7 separate regions of the Mus musculus genome follow, and all the other regions are linked to region 3. Evidence: chromatin contacts called from public HiCAR-type and promoter capture Hi-C data. All regions are on one chromosome and are shown on one strand. Each heading gives the region's core, a stretch centred on a gene start, on an enhancer-like site or on the middle of the called end of the contact. The rest is flanking DNA. Distances are from core to core; before and after follow the strand shown. Region 1 holds the start of Map6d1 (MAP6 domain containing 1). Region 2 holds the start of Eif2b5 (eukaryotic translation initiation factor 2B, subunit 5 epsilon). Region 3 holds the start of Septin5 (septin 5). Region 4 holds the start of Ece2 (endothelin converting enzyme 2). Region 5 holds the start of Rimbp3 (RIMS binding protein 3). Region 6 holds the start of Ypel1 (yippee like 1). Region 7 holds the start of Top3b (topoisomerase (DNA) III beta).

Region 1 (2,700 bases), core at 160-2,659, 1.6 Mb after region 3:
TTCAAACACCTGTAATAAATATGGAGTGGTGTTTTAAATAGTCCCAAACAAGGCATCACAGATGAGACCAAAAAAAAAAGGGGGGGTGGGGGGCTTATGCCTGTGGCTATATGCCTAACAAAGGGCTAACATACATTACAGTTATTAACATTCAGAACATCTATCTATGGTCAAACATTACATTAAGTTAAAAAAAAAAAAAGTAATGGAGTTATAATGTGTGAGCCTGACAATCCGAGAGATGGATCCCTGGAATCCATGGCAGAAGGGGAAGAGGAGTGACTTTCTAAAGTTGTCTTCTGATCTGCTCGCCCCTCCTCTCGCCCCCCTCTCCACACTAATATATATTAAATATTTTAAAACATCGCAACAGCAAGAATAAGATCGTGGAGGAAACTGAATGTGTATGCATTCATTGTATACTAAGAATTAGGAAGATCCATCTGTTTGGGAGGGGAGGCGTGAGGGTGTTAAGGCAGAATTTGTTATTTTTATTTCTAATTCCCCCATTATGAGCATTCATTACTCTTCTATGTAGAAAGAAGAGGCAAGAAGTCCTCAGTTGTCCAAAGCTGTTAAGGGTGCAAAGGACCTTCCTTCTGTGGGATCTTGAACAGCGCAGGCACTGGCCCTGGGCACGGCGTGGGGCGTGGGATGAGGGGCTGTGCACCGCCCTCTTTGCTCACCCCACAGAAGTTAAAAAAGAACAATCTGAGACCGAAGGAGGAGGAATCAAATCGAGGGAGGGGTGCTCTCTTACGAGGTGCGCTCATCCTGGATCCCAGGGTAGGGAGCAATTGGGAACACAAGGCGATGCCTGCAGTGTCAGGAGACCAAAGATGACCCCGAAGCTCCCCTGTCACTCTCCAGATCCTGTGGTATTCAGCCTTCGTGCTCTCCCCGCCCCCACCCCGTTTCGGGGCTCCGTTTCCTCCCACCGCAGGTCCAGATTCGAAGCATTCCTCTGCCGCAGCCAGCTACCCACCTATAAGACGTGGTCGCTACTACAGCTGCGTCCGCGTCCCCGACCGGCAGCACGTAGACCGTCCGGGTGGGGGGCGCCGAGGACTGGCCTCTGCGGCCGCCCGGCCCCGATGGGCGCTCTTGAGCCGCATCCCGGGACCCGGCGCGCGCGGTTCGCACACCGAAATCGCGCTGGTACTGGGTGAGCGGCACAGCGCGGCTGGACTCCCGCGCGCCTGCGACCGACGGGTTCCCGCGCGAGACGCTGCAGTCTGCGCCCGACTCCTCGCTCCCGGGGTCCGAGTAACCATGCAGAGTCAGCGGCACCGCTACGTCCGAGCGGTCCAGCTGGTTCCATCGCCGGGCCAGGCAGCACAGCCGGCTGATGCAGGGCCACGCCATGCCGCTCGGCCGCGCGCCTGCGCCGCGCGCGCGCACTACCCCACTGCCCCCGCGCAACCCTGAGCCCCGCAAGGACGGCCTGCGGGCAGTCCTAAACCCAGAGTTCCCCCAATGTGAGCTCAGAAATCAGACCTGGGCTTCATCGAGAGCGAGGTCGGAAGGAGGCATTTCCTCACCGTCACTAAGCCTGCTACTTTTTTTTTTTTTTTTTTTAAGGAACAATCAATCCATCAAGAAGGCTCTGGCGGCAGGACCAGAGAACTCTGTTGGCATTTGTGGACACGGGTGGCTGCAAAATAGATTTAAACTGTGCCTAGCGGACTCAGCGACCACCCAGAGTGGAAAGGGTGGAGGCAACCAGGAAGGTGATGCAAGTGAGAACTTAGGGCCATGTCAGCTCGTGAATCTCCATTTGCTGTTTACTGTGCTGTTATAAATGGGTAACAACTAACCCGGTTTTCCTTAAGAACTGTCATAAGCTCCCAATCGTCCTTTCCCTGGGTTGTAATTACAACCCCCAAACTGGTTTCCTTTCCCTGATGTGCATGTATGCTCGTTCCATTGCAGGGCTATAATCCAGCCTGAATGAAGGTCAGTTAAATACAGAAAACATCCAGCTGCCCTCCAAGGGCTTCCCAAGTGTATCCTGCATGCACTCAGACCTGCAACCATGGAAGTGGTGGTAGTTACAACTTCTGGCTGAACCTGAGAAGCATCCAGTCTGCACCTAGGAGGACTGCCCAGTCTGGGCCCATTGGTCAGCTCATCTTCCTCAACTTCATTAGCTGCAAGTTGTACTGGAGTGACATACCATTGCTGGTTAACACCCCAGGTCTGGCTATGACCCCATACTGACAGTTAAGTCTGGAGTTGGGAAAACCTTTACTGAAGGTGCATTCATGGGTATGGTAGTTAGAATATGTTTGGCCCAGGGAGTGCCACTATTAAGAGGTGTAACTTTGTTGGAATAGGTGTGGCCTTGTTGGAGGAAGTGTGTCACTGTTCAGGGTGGACAATGAGACCCTCCTCCTAACCATGTGGGAGCCAATCTTCTCCTAGTGGCCTTTAGATGAAGATGTAGAACTCTCAGCTCTGCCTGCACCATGCCTGCCTGGGCACTGCCACGCCCCCACCTTGATGATAATGGACTGAACCTGTAAGCCATCCCTAATGAAATGTCCTTATAAGAGTTGCCTCGGTCATGGTGTCTGTTCACAGCAGTAAAACCCTAACTAAGATTATGTGGACCCCACCACCACCACCACCACTCACACACACACACAAAGTCTTCTCTCAGCCAGAGCCAACTGACTTTGTGAAGTGGAGCTGAGCTTT
Region 2 (2,700 bases), core at 150-2,649, 1.9 Mb after region 3:
CGTGCCATTGCTTCCTCCGCCTTAAGCTTGATTTATAAACTGCGGCCACGGCTTCTTTTACCAAAACCTGCTGCTCCACTTCAGTCTAGCCTGAAAAGCTTGCTACTACGCCCCAGTCCTACCCAGTTTACTCCTGCTCTTAGATCCAGCCTCATCTGGGATAACGCTTGTGGAACTGAAAGACCCACAACGTGAGGACTCCCCCACGTTCTGACTCAGGAGAGGCGACACCCCAAAATCACCAACGAGAAACGGTCTTGCTGCAAATTGCAAGAGGATTTTTATTCAAGAGCGCTCTCGGGCCCACGGTCATACACCACGCAGGGGTAGAGGACTGTGGCGCCCCGAGTAGCTGGATAAGGGGGTATTTAAAGGAAGGAACCACAACTCAAGGAGGTGGGAAGGGCGTTGTTGGAAAATACCAAAAATACCAGTTAAGAGTCACAAGGAAGTACAGAGTCACAGGTGTCACAAGGAATACCTGGTAATTGTTAACTCTCAAGACAGTTTCTAAGAGCCCCTAACGATAGCACATTTGCATTGCAGGTTCCAGCAATGGTCAGAGTGGGTCAGGGTGACTTTCTTTGAATTAACACTCTTTGAACCCAGGAAGCCGGTGGGTGGAGGAATGTCGCTATCTGTTTTATGATTAGCATACCTTGGAGCACTGAGTTTACTACTCTTTCAGAACCATGGGAGTCAGATGAGCTCCAGCAGCAGTTTTTCCACTCACTAGTTGGGCGTGCTCCCTTGGTTCCGATTTGAGGGTTTAAGAAATGCCTGTCGCTCTAGGTCGTATTTCTGGCAAGGGGGGAGGGAGCACCCATAATAGGTGTGTGTTCAGTAAAAATCTACAGCCTGCCTCCATGTCCAGTATTTGTGCAGATCGTGGTTTCCCTCCCAAAGATGCCAGATCCCCTTAGATTACTAGACTGCAAGTGGGGAGCTTCATTTTATATTTAGATTTATGTGGATGAGTGTTTTCCACAGGCATCCAGTGCCCGGTCGAAAGTGTGTCGGACACCCTGGAATTGCAATTGTGAATAGTTGCTTGCTACCACGTGAGCGCCAGGCGCAGAACGTGGATCCTCTGCAAGAGCAGTAAGTGCTCTTAACTGTTGAGTGATCTCTCCAATCCCTGAGAACTACAAATTTTATCCTACTCTGGGCAGAGGAGCTGTAGGCTCCTGCCCAGCGATCACAAGCCTATCCAGCTCGCTGCCTTCTTAGCTTGTCCAATCCAACAGCACTCACTGACTAAGTAGACAACGGTGGGATCTCACCCCTCTGGGGTGCATACACCTCCCAGTAGCACCTACTGCGGTCAGCCACGCCCTGGTCTTGCACGGGGTGGGTGGGGTCTGCTGGTACACACATGCGCATTCCTTCCTCTTTCTCTCCCTGCAACTACACCTTCGCGTTTTGACTGTGAGTCCTTTTTGTCCCCTACTGCGTGCCGTGTGACTTCCCGGCGGACGTGCTGGCTGCGAAGCAAGATGGCAGCCACTGCGGCGGTGCCTGGCGCTGCGGCCGGCCGAGCGAGCAAACGCGGCGGCGGCGGCTCGGGCGGCGGGGGAACCCAAGGTGCGGAGGAGGAGCCGCCGCCGCCCCTCCAGGCAGTTCTAGTGGCCGATAGCTTCAACCGCCGCTTCTTCCCCATCTCCAAGGACCAGCCTCGGGTGAGCACCCGGCTCGCGAGCAGTCTGCCGGCCTCGAGGGTAGCGGGGCCGCAGGTTGCCACTGCAGCTGGTTAGTGAAGCGTGCTCTGGAAGTTACCCTCAAGTTGAGCTTATCTGGTTAGGAAAAGGTGGAGAGACCGACTGAAACCTCGGAGGCTGTCCGATCAGATGAGTAACTAGCACACATGGATTCTCGCAGGGCTATACACCCAGCCTTGGGAAGGATGGAGAGGGCTGTGTGTAGAATCAATGCTTGAAAGAAGGCTTCCCCGGGGGATTTAGTAGCACAAGAGGGGCCTCCACTGTCTTTAACCTTGCAGGACATGGGCAATTTAAAGAAATTGCTTTAGATAAAGGCAATGGTAATATATTCCTAAAGGAAAAAAGGCTAGCTCTCAGCAGGCTGTTTTCCTCCCATCTGCTGAAAGGGGACCCCAGTGGGTTGCCATCAGTCTAGGAATTACCTAGACATAGGAAATAGGCATTGCGCTTGCAGACTACTGGGTCGCTCAGCAATCCATAGTTCATTCAAATAGGGATTTGCCTTTGACTTAAGAATTCCTAATAGCCGGGCGTGGTGGCGCACGCCTTTAATCCCAGCACTCGGGAGGCAGAGGCAGGCGGATTTCTGAGTTCGAGGCCAGCCTGGTCTACAAAGTGAGGTCCAGGACAGCCAGGACTATACAGAGAAACCCTGTCTCAAAAAACCACAAAAAAAAAAAAAAAAAAAAAAGAATTCCTAAGGCTAACGACTGTTCATTTTTGACAAGTGTTTGAATGATTTCTGTGACTCTTAGTGGCAATAGAACAATAGAAGGAAATTCTATGAAGAAGACCTTAGTGCTTAGAGTTCTAGAGCTATGACTTAGGGCCAACATTTGTCCTTAATGCCAGCACTGGGCTCCTAGAACATGTTTGTGTCTGATACCATGCCTACTAGGCTCAAATTCCAGAGCCTTAGACTGACCCTTAGAGCCTGTTTGCTTTAGAATAAAAGGATAAAGTCGATTATAGTGTCTGC
Region 3 (2,700 bases), core at 170-2,669:
AGGAGAACATGGATGGTGCTAAGCAGCAAGTACCCCAGCCAGGTGACTTGGAAGACCTTCCAGAGGCCCAGGAGAAGCCTAGGTCCTTGCCTTCCTAGCCTCTGGCCCCCCTCTCCCTTACACAATAGCATGTGTCCCCATCGGGCTTTGTCTGGCTTACTGGGATGGGGAGGCAGTTCTCCTGGGGGAGCCCCTCCCAGTGAGTCTCATCAGCCTTGGGCGGGGCATGTCCCTGCCAGGAGACTGTGACTCTCCGGCTCACCCCATCTGCCAGCTGCTTTTGCTCTGTCTGATGATGTACTCTGGTCTAGTACTCTGGAGTCCAATGCTAGGCGAGAACACCCATCCCCAGCAAGGCTTGCTGAAGCCTTCTGGTGTCAGAATTGGGCCTCCCCCACCCCATCTTCAAACAGGGCCTAGCTCAAGCCACAGAGGACATCCCTTTGGTCACCCACTTCCACAGCACTCTGGTTTCACAACCCTCAGCTCCTTTGGATTTTCACAGGTTACCCGGTAGGCTGGTACTTTCCCTGGGGTGGGGAAATCAGGCTAGCCCCCCTCTGGAAGGCCACAGCCTGGCTGTACTCAAGGTTTGGAGGGCTAGTGCTAGGATGACTCAGATGGGGAGCCTTGCAAGTTCCAGGTCTTGGAAGATGCTCTGCCAAAGACTAGTGAGCATAAATTTAGGCACAGAAGAGAGACACCCAAAGGTGCATGGGCATGAAGCAGAGGCCCCATGGTATTGCTCAGGAGACTGGTGGGCCCCCCCCCCCATTCCTGGCCTGTCATAACTACAGCCTCACCCAGGACCCCCAGCACGAGGCCTTCCGGTCAGGTTAAAAAGGGGATGCTGGCCCTGGACTAGAGGAGAGAGGCCCTTATCCCAGCCTCCCTTTCTGGGGAGGTGCCTAGGCCGCTGCTATACAGGTCAGGGAACCAAGCGCAGTGCCTACACTTCCCCTCCGTAGCCCCAGGAGCAGCGGCGCTGCCCCTACAGACAATCGATTAACGCCAAAGGACTGGGTGACGGCCGGCGGGGGCGGGGTCACGCCTGGGCGCCACCAGCATCGGTGCCACAATGGGTGACAGCCGGTCCGATCTCACCACCGGCCGAGCGGCGCAACGCCAGTACCTGTTTGTCCTCTGCATGGTCCGGGTCGTGATCCGGGTCCGGGCGGGTCCGGGAGGGTCCGGGCCGGCGGGCAGGGGAGAGACGGAGACAGACGGTGAGAGGCGGGCGGGCGGCGGGGACAAAGGAGCGCGGGCACGCGGACAGGCTCTGGGCTCACCTGGGGTCGCCAGCTTGCTTTTGTACCGCAGTCCTGTGCTCATGGTGGCCGCCGGCGGGGGACGTGTGGCGGCGGGCGCGCGGGCGGGGCGCGGCGACCAGCGGTGGAGGCCGAGGCCGGCTGAGGGGTGACCCGCCCCTCCGCGCCGCCACCACCCGCCCCGCCCGCGCGCCCGCCAGCCAATCGGCGCCCGCCGCGCCCACGCGCGACCCGGAGAGGCCGGTGGGGGCGGGGACTGAGGCGTCCCGCTGTGGTTCCCCCCAGGCCTTTGGTTCTCCCGGCCGCGCGAGTGCAGCCGGGCTATTCCCACGGCTTCGTCCGGAACGCCCCCTCCCCTTCCTGTCATCTAGCCCAGGCCTAGACTCTGTTCTCCCTTGGCTGTCGCTGGAAGCCGGTTGGTTCCTGGGCCTCTGACCTTCCATCGAGTGGCCATTCTATAAAGCATGTCCCAGGACTGTGCTTCATGCAGCCGATGAATGAGTTCAGGTGATATAAAGACCCCTTTTTCACCCCATCAAGAAGCATTTGGAAGGGGCAGACCTGGAGCCCTACCCTTGGTACATTGAGCACAAGTCCAGAACCCGAGCTCTCCTGCAGTCTGCTGGGTGCTAGGCATTCTACACTGGACACACACAAACGCCTGGGCAAGATGGAAAGCACACGGCAGGCAGGGTGTGGTTGTAAGATGGGAGTACTTGAGGTGTATGGCTAGAAGGACACAATCCGAAGGCCACCTTAGCCCTCCTTGCTCCAGCTCTGGTCCCGGTTTTCTGTGATCTGTGCTCTCCCCAGCTACCCCCCTGGAGAGGGGTTGAAGGGGGCTGAGGGACACATAAAGACAAGTCCATGCTCAGAGCCACATTTATGCATGAAGATGCTGTGACTCTGAATCTTCAAAAAGTTGATAGGACTAAGTGACCCACGGTGTGAATAACTTCTGTGTTACTGTCACATCCCAGGTGGTGGCTTAAACCTCACCAGAGAGTCTGTGACCAGGGTAGGGATGTTCCATTGTCCAAATCTTTCTTCTACAGCCTAAGGATCAGATGGGGCATATGACACACTGTGGTGCATCTTTGGGATCTAGAGAGGGCACTCACACGTGATCAAGTGCTAATCATTTTGTGTATAAAACAATGTAGAAGTAAAAGTGTCTACACATCTCTTAGGTTTGGCTTCACCAGTGACTTTTTTCATGGCGTTCTTGGGGGAATTTGGAACTCTGTTAGAGGAATATGTGCAGTCTGAGGCAGGGACAGAAACACAATGTCAGGACTTCTGAGCTTGCCAGTTCTGAGTCTGGAGAAACCCACGAAGGAAAGCTAGGACATTAAGCCTGAGCTGACTGTTACTGTCACTCCAACGGCAGAAACAAAGTGGGGGGAAAAGGAAGTATCTTCCCTGGGGCACT
Region 4 (2,700 bases), core at 26-2,525, 2.0 Mb after region 3:
AATTAAAGGAGTGTGCCACCACTGCCTAAATACTACTCTTATTTCCATTTTACAGATGGGGAAACTGAGTCTAAACCCAGAATTGTTCATCCTAACAGTGACACTGTGCTCTGTCTTGTTTGAGAACATGCAATTTGGGGATGGAACAGTTCCTAAGAAAGCAGTCTAGCACTTCTCAGCCAAATCCATTCATCTTGCATCGTTTCTCAGTCTCAAGAATAGCCCACGCTAGCACCACTTGCAATAAGATGTCTGAGAACTTAGGTGTGAATCAATAAATGAGTATCCATTGCCACTCACTACTTAAGGCTGCCTCAGATCACGGTTTGGTATTCTCCTGGTTAGGGAGAGGAAGAGGAGGCAATGCTTTGGTGTCCCCGTTCCCTCCGCAGCACTGTAAAAAACATGAGGCACTCCTTGGCGCAACAGACTGTAACACTCGCCTGCCTGTTTAAGGAATGACAATATGGAAGGCAGATGGTGATGCATGGATACCACACTGTTGCGTTTCAGTTAAATATTGCTTGGTGATTTTTTTTTTCCCTCTTGTAAACCTCCCAAATAAAATCGCTTGCCTTCCTGAGTTGGAAGTGTTAGCATGTCTTTTCTTTAAATATCTGTGCATGGCTGTTTTTTTCCCTGCCAATTTGTCACCATCTGTAACCCTCCCTTTATGAGATGATCCGATGACGGCAATTATCTTGGAGAGTGAAAGTGCCATCTTGAAGCAATGTGTAAGAGCGGCATTAGTGTGAGCTGTGTGTATAGTGCATGCTGCCGTAACACTTGGTATGTGCTTGTGTGTATCCCCAATGACAGTGGGCTTTTCTGTATATACATTGTGAAAATTCAGAATAGTTGCTTTAGAGTTTCTTTGTGCTTGGAGCCTTGTGCTGTTGTAGATATCCTATGGACACCTGTATAGAGGTGAACTGCCTGTGGTTTCCTGCTGTAAAAAAAAAAAAAAAAAAAAAAGACCCTGCAGACATTCTGCTAGGTAAAGGGGTTCCTCTCTGGGACATAACTCCTCTATGGTGTTTAAAAGTATTGAAGGCCTGAAATTTGGAAAGTCCGGGTTAAAAAAAAAAATTAGCAATGATTGGGCCTCAACCAAATGGAAGCAAATTATGGGTGGCTTGCCTGAGGGGCTCTCAGGCTTGATGGAGAGCAGCGGTTGCGCGGAACGTGGTCTGGGCGCGGATGCTGGCGGGGAGCCGCGCGCGCTCCGCCCCTCCCCCTCGCTCCCACCCCCGGGCGCGCCGCTGGGTCGGGGAGACCTGAGAAAGCCGGGCCGCCGCGGCCAAGCCAGGGGCTGCAGCAGTGACTGTGATGGAGGGCAGCGGCGGGGTTCAGCGGGTGGCCTGGGCCGTAGTTCCTGGGCGGGTCAACCTCGCCCAGCCCTAAGGCGCGGCCCGGCCTTGCTCCACTCCACCATGAACGTCGCGCTGCACGAGTTGGGTGGCGGAGGCAGTGTGAGTGATGGCCCTGGACTCCAGGGGAGAGGACCCGGGTGGAGAGGGCACAAAGTGTGGAGGGGCGGGTGTGAGTGAACTGGCAGCGTCTGGCTGGGACCCCGGCTTGCCTCGGTGATGGCGCTTCTTCTGCGGGTTGGAGAGGGATGGTGTCAGAGGGGACCCTAGTCTGAGAGTCTGACACCCGGGGAAGGTCCCTCTGTGCATGAAAGGAGGAAGCCGGTCCAGCGAGGGACACCCGAGCAGGGCCTTGGGCAGAAGGCCTAGCTGCCCAACCTCAGTTGGTGCTCCGAACTGTTTGCAGATGGTGGAGTACAAACGTGCTAAGCTTCGGGATGAAGAATCACCAGAGATTACAGTTGAAGGCAGGGCCACCCGGGACTCACTGGAGGTGGGCAAAGGGGTTCCCCTTTTCTCATCAGGCCTCACCTTTGGCATGATGCCTGCCTGCAGTAACCATGTGGCTGTTCTAGTGGGTCGCTTGTCCTGGTTTCCACTCCATCTCTGGCCTCTGCGCCAGGACTGTAGTGAGGCATTTCAAAGCCATGACGTTGCACAAAACAGGCTCCACCTGCCTCTTTGCTTTTGGGCCCGAAGTTAACCCCCACTCGCTATTTGCTCCATCACTCTGGAAACTGGCTGTACCTTCTTCATATCTTTATTTTCTGGGAGGACTTCTGCGATATTGGGTCCTTGCGATGCAACTCAATTGCGCCTGTCCTGTGTTCCCCAGGTGGGATTCCAGAAGAGGACAAGACAACTGTTTGGTTCACACACACAGTTGGAGCTGGTCTTGGCAGGCCTCATTCTAGTGTTGGCTGCCCTTCTTTTGGGCTGCCTCGTGGCTCTGTGGGTCCACAGAGGTAGGTGGGTTCACACCTGTTGGCAGCCCTCACAGCTAAGGGGGGCCAAAACCTGAAAGTCCTCTCAATATTTTTCTTTTTGGGGCTAGCCTTTCCAACTTCCTGCTGTCATCGGCTTCTCAAAAGGTTTTGCTTCTTCCACCCCGATTGATAGTCTCCTGCCTTCTGCCATGTCTCTTGCCACAGACCCAGCCCATAGCACCTGCGTCACAGAAGCCTGCATTCGAGTAGCTGGAAAAATCCTGGAGTCTCTAGACCGTGGGGTGAGCCCCTGTCAGGACTTTTACCAGTTCTCCTGTGGAGGCTGGATTCGAAGAAACCCTCTACCCAATGGACGTTCTCGCTGGAACACCTTCAACAGCCTC
Region 5 (2,700 bases), core at 39-2,538, 1.4 Mb before region 3:
AGGCAAGTTGATCTTTGTGAGTTTGAGCCCAGCCTGGTCTACATAGCAACTTCCAAGTCAGCCAGGACATAGAAAGACCAGACCCTGTCTCCAAAACAAAGACAAACACAAAACAAAAAATTCCACCATCGCCACTACTACCACCACCACCAGAAACTTCAAACAGACATTCATGCATGGTGCTGCATACCTTTATTCCAGGCAAGGTCTCTGTGACTTCTAGGATAGCCCAGTAGACATCAGTTCTAAGCCATCCAGAGCTACAGAGTGAGACTATATATATATATATATTTTTTTTTTAATGTTTTGGGGAGCTGGAAAGATGGCTCAAGGGTTATGGGTGCTTGCTGATCTTGCAGAAAACATGGCTTTGGTTCCTCCTCCTGAATGGTGGGATTAAAAGGATATACCACCACTGCTCATCTTAACATCTTACTTTTTTTTTTAAAGATTTATTTATTTATTACATGTAAGTACACTGTAGCTGTCTTCAGACACTCCAGAAGAGGGCATCAGATCTTGTTACAGATGGTTGTAAGCCACCATATGGTTGCTGGGATTTGAACTCAGGACCTTCGGAAGAGCATTTGGTACTCTTAACCACTGAGCCATCTCTCCAGCCCCAACATCTTACATTTTTAAAGGGGCTGAAGACTGAAGATATAATGAATAGTAAAGTGCTTGCCTATTACTTACTAAATGAGACCTTGGGCTCAGTCTCTACTACTACTAGTACTACTACTACTTCACAGAGAGAGAGACAGAGACAGACAGAAACAGAGACAGGATATGAATCTCAGTGGTATAAAATTTGCCCAGCATGTTTGAGGTGGGTGCAATCAATCCTCAGTCACTGCCACCTGCTGATTCAAAAAGGCTCAGATGCAAGACATGTTGGTCAACTCCTGCAATCCAAGCACTGGGGAAGCAGAGACAGCCTGCTCTATAGAGTGAATTCCAGAACAGCCAGCTCTACACACACACACACACACACACACACACACACACACACACACGTCTCAAACAAACAAACAAACAAACAACACAAAGTTTCAGTTGATATAAGAAAAGGCACCGGGCAGTGATGGCCTTTAATCCCAGCATTTGGGAGGCAGAGTCAGGCGGATATCTGAGTTTGAGGCCAGCCTGGTCTACAGAGTGAGTTCCAGGACAGCTAGGGCTACACAGAGGAACGCTGTCTCAAAAAAAACAAAAACAAAAACAAAAACAAAAAAAAAACACAAAAAAACAAAAAACAAAAAAACAAAACCAAAAAGAAAAAAGAAAAGAAAAAGAACAAAGAAAAGGCTTAGCATGTTGGGTCCTGCGTAGGAACAGAGGAGTTATAGCCACTTAGGGCTCAGAGCTCAACCACAAATTTAAGCAGATCTTGTAAGAAGTTTACCTAATTTCAAAACTCGACCAGAAACCCTAGTAGAGCCAGGTGAGATCTGACCAGAATCCATTTTTACTCAGGCCCAGGATCAGCGATCATCTAGGAACCCTACTGGGGATCTAATTCTGGAAAGGATTGCACACTGCCAGGGCGAAAGTGGAACAGGTCACAAAAGCCCTAAAGCAGATATGTGTGGGCTCCGAAATATGCCCGGGGTATCCGGGGAAGTTCAGAGGCTAGTTTGAAAGGGGTCTCAGGAGTTTAGGAAGAAGCGAAAGGCACTCAATCTGTGGGGAGGCGACAGGTTATAAGGGAGATCGCCCCCAAGGCGGAAGAGGCGCGCGGAGGGCACCTAGGGGCGCCGGAAGGGGCGCGTGGGGCGGTTGGCAGCGGCCGGGGGCGGAGGCCGTTGGCTAACTGGCCTACCAATACCAAACTATCTCTCTGGCTTCTTGCCGGGCTGCGGCCACAATGACAAAGGACTCACCCACCCCCTTGGGTGGTGGCCGCGCGTCGCCCAAGAAGCCAAGCAGCCCCGGCCCAGCGGCCGCAGTGCTGGAGGAGCAGAGACGAGAGCTAGAAAAACTACGGGCAGAGCTGGAGGGCGAGCGCGCGCGCGGCCGGTCGGAACGGAGGCGTTTCGCTACCCAGACGCGCCAGCTGCGGGAGTCGGCTGAGCAGGAGCGGCAGCAGCTGGCTGACCATCTGCGCTCCAAGTGGGAGGCACGACGCCTCCGGGAGCTGCGGCAGCTGCAGGAGGAGGTGCAGCGCGAGCGTGAGGCCGAGATCCGGCAGCTGCTGCGCTGGAAGGAGGCAGAGATGCGGCAGCTGCAGCAGTTGCTACACCAGGAGCGCGATGTTGTATTGCGCCAGGCAAGGGAGCTTCAGCGTCAGCTGGCCCAGGAGCTAGTGAACCGTGGTTACTGCAGCCGCTCAGGGGCATCCGAAGCCTCCGCGGCACAATGCCGCTGTCGCCTGCAGGAAGTGCTGGCGCTGCTGCGCTGGGAGACCGACGGCGAACAAGCCGCGCGCATCCGCCACCTGCAGGCGGCGCTAGACGTGGAGCGCCAGCTATTCCTTAAATACATCCTAGAGCACTTCCGCTGGCAGCCGGCTTTACCGGGACCCGCGGACCCCCAAGCCACGCATTCCTTGGAAGAGCCGCCCCTAGAAGCCCAGAGTAACACTGGTGGCACCCCAAAGCCTGCTCGTCGACTCGGATCCCTCGAAAGCCTGAACACTGGCGTCCGGGTTCATTCTCCAAACGACCTGCTGCCCACGCGCGCCGGCTCCCTCGAATCTTT
Region 6 (2,700 bases), core at 42-2,541, 1.6 Mb before region 3:
AAAAGGGCACTGGAGTATCCATGATATGAACAGGTAGGTGTTAGAAGTGGGATGGGTAGGAAAGGAAGGCTGGAGGAGGCCTAACCAATGCTAAGGAAATAGGAAAATGCCGTATATAAACCTACTATTTTCTAAGCTATTAAAAAAAACACATTTTTTAAAAGATTTATTTATTTCATGTATGTGAATACACTGTCGCTGTCTTCAGACACACCAGAAGAGGGCATCAGATCCCGTTACAGATGGTTGTGAGCAATCCATGTGGTTGCTGGGAGTTGAAATCAGGACCTCTGGAAGAGCAGTCAGTGCTATTAACTGCTGAGCCATCTCTCCCGCTTAAATTCTTTAAAAATAGAAGAGTCAGCCAGATGGTTCAGTGAGTGAGGGTGCCGCTATCAAGCCTGCTGACCTGAGTTCAAATCCAGGATCAATATGGTAGGTGAGAAGCAGAGCTAACCTCTGGTGCACAGGCATGTGCTTATTCACACAATAAGCTTAAAATATAAAGTTCAAGATCATGTTTGAGCTACATAGTTGAGGCCAGCTTGAATTACAGAATTACAGAGATCATATTCTAAAAGCCAAAAAAACATGAGACTCCCTAGCTAGGACGAATACAAAAATAGAGTAATCAGTCACTTGGGAGACTCACTAAGTAAATGGCAACTCAAAGGGCCCACAATCTAATCAATTAGGGGTATCCTCAATACAATAAATCCTAACAAGCACACTCTAGAGGGCGCAAATACGTCCTGCAATGTGTACATTCACCCTCAGCAGTGTGCTTTGAAAAATCGATCTAAAGAGACTAAGAAAAAAATAACAGAAGAAGCGCAGATGTGGGCATGGAGACTGGGTGATACTGCCTGTGTTTTGTGGGTAGGAAATCTAATCTGGGGTTCCATAATTCAAGTCCACGCAGACCTGGAGGCTCTTGGATGGCGACTTGGAGAGTGGAGAAAGGGTGGTCAGTATGGAGAGAGGGAAGAAGCTTGCGCTCTAGGGACCCAGCTGCAGAGGTCCTCCTGCCTGCAGCCTGAGGCGCAAACCTGTGGAAAATCTCGGTCCTTTGGCCTTCCAGGACCCTACCTCCCCACCGGCCCCGCGACCTGCCGGTTCGCCTGGGTTCCTCGTCAGGCCAGCCCACCGGACTCCTGGCGAGCTCCACCCGGACACGTTCCAGCCCAGTCCCCCGAGCGCAGCGGGGCGCGGGTGGACGCGTGGGGCAGGGCGAGGGGCGGGGAGCGTGGAGGGGCGGAGCGGCGGGAACGCGAGGGCGGGGCTCGGACACTGATTGGGCATCGCCACGTTCCGAGGCCGTTTATGGCGGCTGGGCTGGGCTACGGGTCCAAAACAAAGGGCAGGCGGCCCGCGAGGCGGCGGCAGGAGGATGCCTCGCGCCCGGAGTGGGCGCCAACGGCCGGAGCGCGTCCCGGGTCACACCGGGACCGCCTGAAAACCGAGCTCGCGCCGACCGAGCCTGGGCCGGATGGGCGCAGCGGACCGCGGAGCGGCCGTGAGTACGGGCGGGCCTCAGGGGTTCTCTGCGGAGACCTGAGGATCTCCGGCTCCGGGAGGCGGGGAAGCACCTGTTGGGCGCGGGCGGGCCGGGCGGGAGTGCGGAGGATGCGTTGACTTTTTGTTCTGATGTTCCGAACTGTTGGTATTTGGGTCATTAGAAGACAACGCAAAATCCCGGTCTTTCTTTCTTTCTTTTTTCTTCGCCCCCCCCCCCCCATTGTTTTTTCCCCTACCTTAAAAAATGGGGAAAGAAATAAATACAGAAGATACCTCCAATAAAAGAATATTATGGGGTGGCATTTTCAAGTTGCCTGTACAATAATAACTAAAGGGAATTGTCCTCATTGTTTACCACTTGTGGCTCTAGGCTTTATCAATGTAAATTGCTAACAGTAGCAACTAAATAAGATATTCTCTACTCAATAACTGCACAAATGGTCATCTTCGATCGTGTACTGAGCTCCAGGATAGAAAGCCGGCAGAATTCTGTTTTGGATAGATAATAGACGTTGAAAACATCATTTTTCAGCCCAAGGTCTTTCTAATTCAGTTGCCTTATAAGTATCCACAATGTATTCACCTTAACTAATGTATCTTGTCAAAGAATTGACCATACTCCTCCTCGCTCCGCTGAAGTTCCAAGACCAGGCTCACCTCCTCTGGGGAACTTCTCCAGGCCCCTCTGAGTAAGCCACCCTCACCCATCACCCAGGGCCCTTTACCTCTGCTGTGTTCTGGTAGATGTGTTAACAAATGTTTGCTGAGTACCCGTCTCCCTCTCCCCTAGGGGCTGGTCCAGTGGGTGTCTGTGTGCATGTGTATGGTGGGGTACAAATAAATAAACACACACACACATGTATATTCACCGTGTGTGTGCCTGGTATCTAGAGAAGCCAGAAGAGGGCATCGGATCCCCTAGAGCCGAAGTTATGGATCCTCCACAAGAGCAGCAGGTGCTAAAGGATGTCAGCCCATCTCTCCAGCCATACTGTGGGCTCTTAAAAAAGTCAGGGGTGCTGTATTTGAAGAGTTTTGCTACCAGGATCCCTAGGTCTATGTGTTCCTAGCCAAGGGACTATGTGGTTAGCATGTCTTCTTAGGGATTAGACCAAAATCTTGACTTACCACAGATATATAGCAGCCCAGGGGCTGGCCCATATGAAACACTAAAAATACATA
Region 7 (2,700 bases), core at 137-2,636, 1.8 Mb before region 3:
CGTCATGGGCCAGAACCCAGGACTGCGGGCTTGTCTCCCTGAGGGAGAGTGACCTCAACTCCCCTTGAGAGGCTGAGCCCCAAATAAGCAGATCTGTAGTTCACTTTAAATGCCTGGTAAAGGGGACAAGAGTTTTCTCCTTAAACCTAAGCCTCATATCAGACCCCAAATATGTGTGGGAGCAGTCACTGGGCCTCTTTAGATGTTCCTCTACCATATGTGAGCACACTAAATAAATCTCCTTCCTCTGCTTTTTAGTATTATCTCTTTTAATTACATTTTTATTTTCATTTCTTTTGTGTTCACATGGCCAGCTTGGCAGCCACTGTCTGCCTGCTGAGCCATCTTATAGGTTTCTTACTTGTCTCGTTGACAAGTTGGGGCTGTCATAGCCAGTCTTGGTAACAAAAGGATGGCTTAAAAACATAAGTTTGAGGCCAGCCTGGGTCCACAGTGAGTTCCAGTGAGTTCCAGGATGGCCTTGGCTACATAATGAGACAATCTGAATATATACATACATATATATATATATATATTTTTTTTTTTTTTTAAGACAGGATCCCACTATTTTGCTCTGGCTGGCTATTCTGGAACTCAATGTGCAGATGAGGCTGGCCTCGAACTCACTGAAATCTGCCTTTCTCTGCCTCCCAAGTGCCGAGATCAAAGTTGTGAGCCACCATACCAGGCTATTAAAAAACGGTATGCTAATAAAGTCATCAAAACTATTTTAAAACTTCCATAATTCTAATACTCTAAAAAAATTACATATTATCTTCCAGATACATTAACACAAGTAGTGTGGTCTTCAAAATTTTAAAAGGTGCTTTGTTTTGTTTTGTCTTGTATAGCCTATAGTCCCAAGCTGGAATGAAATTCACTATGTAGCCCTGAATGACCTCTAACTCGCTGTCTCAACCTTCTGATTGCTTGATTCCTGGTAAGAGCCACCATCCCGCTCACAGATGTTGCTAACACTGAAAAAGCCTGCTATCTGAAATGTTTAAATTATTTTAATTATTGGGCTGGTTAAGTGGTTAAGGACCTGGGTTCAATTCCCAGTACCCATATGGCAGCTCACAACTATCCCCAGTTCCAGGGAATTTGACACCCCCGCACGGATGTGCATATGCAAGCAAAACACCAATGCATATCAAATAAAAATAAACTTTACATTTTTATTTTAATCATTAATTGCATATTTTCATCAGTTCTCGTAATCATACTGACAATCGTCATTAATGTCTTCTCCGGATGATTTTTTGGAGACACAATGGAGACTTGGGGAGCCCCTGCTGCTCCCAACAGGAAGCAGACAGCAAGGCACCCGGAACTCACCAGCCTCGGAACTTGCAGACACCTTAGTGTCGACATCGGAGGGCAGATGAGGGGACGCCACAGACGGACAGAGCCGGAAGTGAGTTCGTGAGTGGCCACCGGGGAAAGCACAGCCGGAGCGAGAGGCGCAGCGGCACGGCGGGTGAGCAGTGGGATGCTGGCTGCTCGAGGAAGCGGAAGACGCTGGCTTTCCCCAGGCATTTCCGGAATGGTAGCAGCGCTCCGACCCGGGCGGGGGCGTGGGGGAGGGTCCTGCCCTGGCGCGGCTTTTTCGCCATCCAGCCCTCGCCGTGGGGCCTCTGGGCGGCGGTGGAGCCGCGTTTAGTGGGCAGTGGTCGCTTTTCCAACGAGCTCCCCGCGGCCCCGAGGTGAGACGTTTCCCCCTAGTTGAGGGTAGGGAAACCGGCTCAGGGAAGTTGTGCTGCCCACAGAGGCTCAGGCCTGCGGTTTGCGTTCTTATCCGAAGGTTCCACTCGCTGCCTCCCGGAGCCTGCTCTGTCTGGAGACCCAGGCTGTTCTCGGACTTGATCTCTGCAGATTAGGAGAAAACTTGGGTAAACCAATGAGCTAGAGTCGAGGGCCAGCTAGTTATGCATAGGGAAGAACGGATGACCTCTCTTAACCTATTTGGAACCCGGCCTTTGGGAACAGGACTGTGAAAAGCCAGGACGACTTGGATTTGATAGCCAGAGAAAGGGGGGAATTTTCACCGTTCGCCAAGGTCCCTTGTCGCTAGTCTGAATTGTTATGCACTGCGATTTATTCTGGCTTTTTAAACTAGGATGATGAGATGGCTCAGCGCTCTTACAACCAAGGTTCCGACCCCGGGAACTCACGTTGTAAAAAGAGAGAGCTGAATCCCACAATTTGTCTTCTGACCTGTGACCGGCAGCATGTGCGTGCCCATACATATCCACACACAAAATAACTGTTTATTTGTTTGTTTAACTTTAACTCCTATTTTATAGCAATGTTGGTAGACAGAGCTGCAGCATACTAGATACAAAGAAGGAGTTAAGAGACAGGCTTATTTTCCTGGATCTGTAGGTGATTAAAAGTCACTGAAGTGTTAAATTCTTAGATTTCCCATGCTTTGCTGACCCCTTTTGGGGCTCCTCAAGTTAAATCCACTACTACATAATACAAAAAGAAACCTCCATATTTACAGTGCTTTCCAAGGGACACTGATTAGTGAGGTGTGGCAAAGAATGGGCAGGTTGTCTTGCTATTCTCTCTTTGCAATCCACACCTAAATAGCCCTTTGCTTACCTAACTCCAGAATAGGACAAACTATAGTGTCAGAGCCTTGGCAGAAAAGACTTGGTATATCATGTAGGTTTATGTTAAGGAGTCTTATTTAAG

The links. Promoter capture Hi-C pulls out the DNA fragments that hold promoters and counts their contacts. HiCAR-type assays count read pairs that join an accessible place to other places.
Region 1: a contact with region 3 is called in a HiCAR-type map of astrocytes, with 4 times the contacts expected there. The contact joins the promoter of Map6d1 here to the promoter of Septin5 in region 3. A contact is called at or near these places in 4 of 39 promoter capture datasets (cranial neural crest, hippocampal neurons, pre-B cells and 1 more) and 1 of 115 datasets of contacts at active chromatin or transcription factors (astrocytes).
Region 2: a contact with region 3 is called in a promoter capture Hi-C map of pre-B cells, with 5 times the contacts expected there. The contact joins the promoter of Eif2b5 here to the promoter of Septin5 in region 3. A contact is called at or near these places in 3 of 39 promoter capture datasets (hippocampal neurons, liver and pre-B cells).
Region 4: a contact with region 3 is called in a promoter capture Hi-C map of hippocampal neurons, with 9 times the contacts expected there. The contact joins the promoter of Ece2 here to the promoter of Septin5 in region 3. A contact is called at or near these places in 3 of 39 promoter capture datasets (hippocampal neurons, liver and pre-B cells) and 1 of 115 datasets of contacts at active chromatin or transcription factors (astrocytes).
Region 5: a contact with region 3 is called in a promoter capture Hi-C map of liver, with 4 times the contacts expected there. The contact joins the promoter of Rimbp3 here to the promoter of Septin5 in region 3. A contact is called at or near these places in 4 of 39 promoter capture datasets (hippocampal neurons, liver and neutrophils), 1 of 115 datasets of contacts at active chromatin or transcription factors (pancreatic cancer cells) and 1 of 9 other capture datasets (pancreatic islet).
Region 6: a promoter capture Hi-C map of hippocampal neurons shows a contact between it and region 3, with 2.9 times the contacts expected there. The contact joins the promoter of Ypel1 here to the promoter of Septin5 in region 3. A contact is called at or near these places in 1 of 39 promoter capture datasets (hippocampal neurons) and 1 of 115 datasets of contacts at active chromatin or transcription factors (astrocytes).
Region 7: a contact with region 3 is called in a promoter capture Hi-C map of hippocampal neurons, with 4 times the contacts expected there. The contact joins the promoter of Top3b here to the promoter of Septin5 in region 3. A contact is called at or near these places in 1 of 39 promoter capture datasets (hippocampal neurons) and 1 of 9 other capture datasets (adipose tissue).

Annotation. Positions count from the first base shown.
Region 1 is chr16:20,239,949-20,242,648 of GRCm38.p6, forward strand. Map6d1 (MAP6 domain containing 1) reads right to left here and starts at 1,410. Exons shown (of 3, transcript NM_198599.2): 1 at 986-1,410. The coding sequence starts at 1,365. Gm49566 (a long non-coding RNA gene) reads left to right here and starts at 1,510. Exons shown (of 3, transcript XR_003951848.1): 1 at 1,510-1,805; 2 at 1,933-2,197.
Region 2 is chr16:20,497,418-20,500,117 of GRCm38.p6, forward strand. Eif2b5 (eukaryotic translation initiation factor 2B, subunit 5 epsilon) reads left to right here and starts at 1,400. Exons shown (of 16, transcript NM_172265.2): 1 at 1,400-1,679. The coding sequence starts at 1,497.
Region 3 is chr16:18,628,519-18,631,218 of GRCm38.p6, forward strand. Septin5 (septin 5) reads right to left here and starts at 1,420. Exons shown (of 12, transcript NM_213614.2): 1 at 1,290-1,420; 2 at 1,133-1,143. The coding sequence starts at 1,332.
Region 4 is chr16:20,628,576-20,631,275 of GRCm38.p6, forward strand. It overlaps Ece2 (endothelin converting enzyme 2), which reads left to right and starts at 1,276. Exons shown (of 19, transcript NM_139293.2): 1 at 1,276-1,472; 2 at 1,777-1,863; 3 at 2,206-2,335; 4 at 2,522-2,700. The coding sequence starts at 1,434. Eef1akmt4-ece2 (Eef1akmt4-Ece2 readthrough) reads left to right here. Exons shown (of 20, transcript NM_177941.1): 3 at 1,777-1,863; 4 at 2,206-2,335; 5 at 2,522-2,700.
Region 5 is chr16:17,206,847-17,209,546 of GRCm38.p6, forward strand. It overlaps Rimbp3 (RIMS binding protein 3), which reads left to right and starts at 1,289. Exons shown (of 1, transcript NM_001033338.3): 1 at 1,289-2,700. The coding sequence starts at 1,868.
Region 6 is chr16:17,068,848-17,071,547 of GRCm38.p6, forward strand. Ypel1 (yippee like 1) reads left to right here and starts at 1,292. Exons shown (of 5, transcript NM_023249.6): 1 at 1,292-1,516.
Region 7 is chr16:16,869,350-16,872,049 of GRCm38.p6, forward strand. It overlaps Top3b (topoisomerase (DNA) III beta), which reads left to right and starts at 1,387. Exons shown (of 18, transcript NM_011624.3): 1 at 1,387-1,706.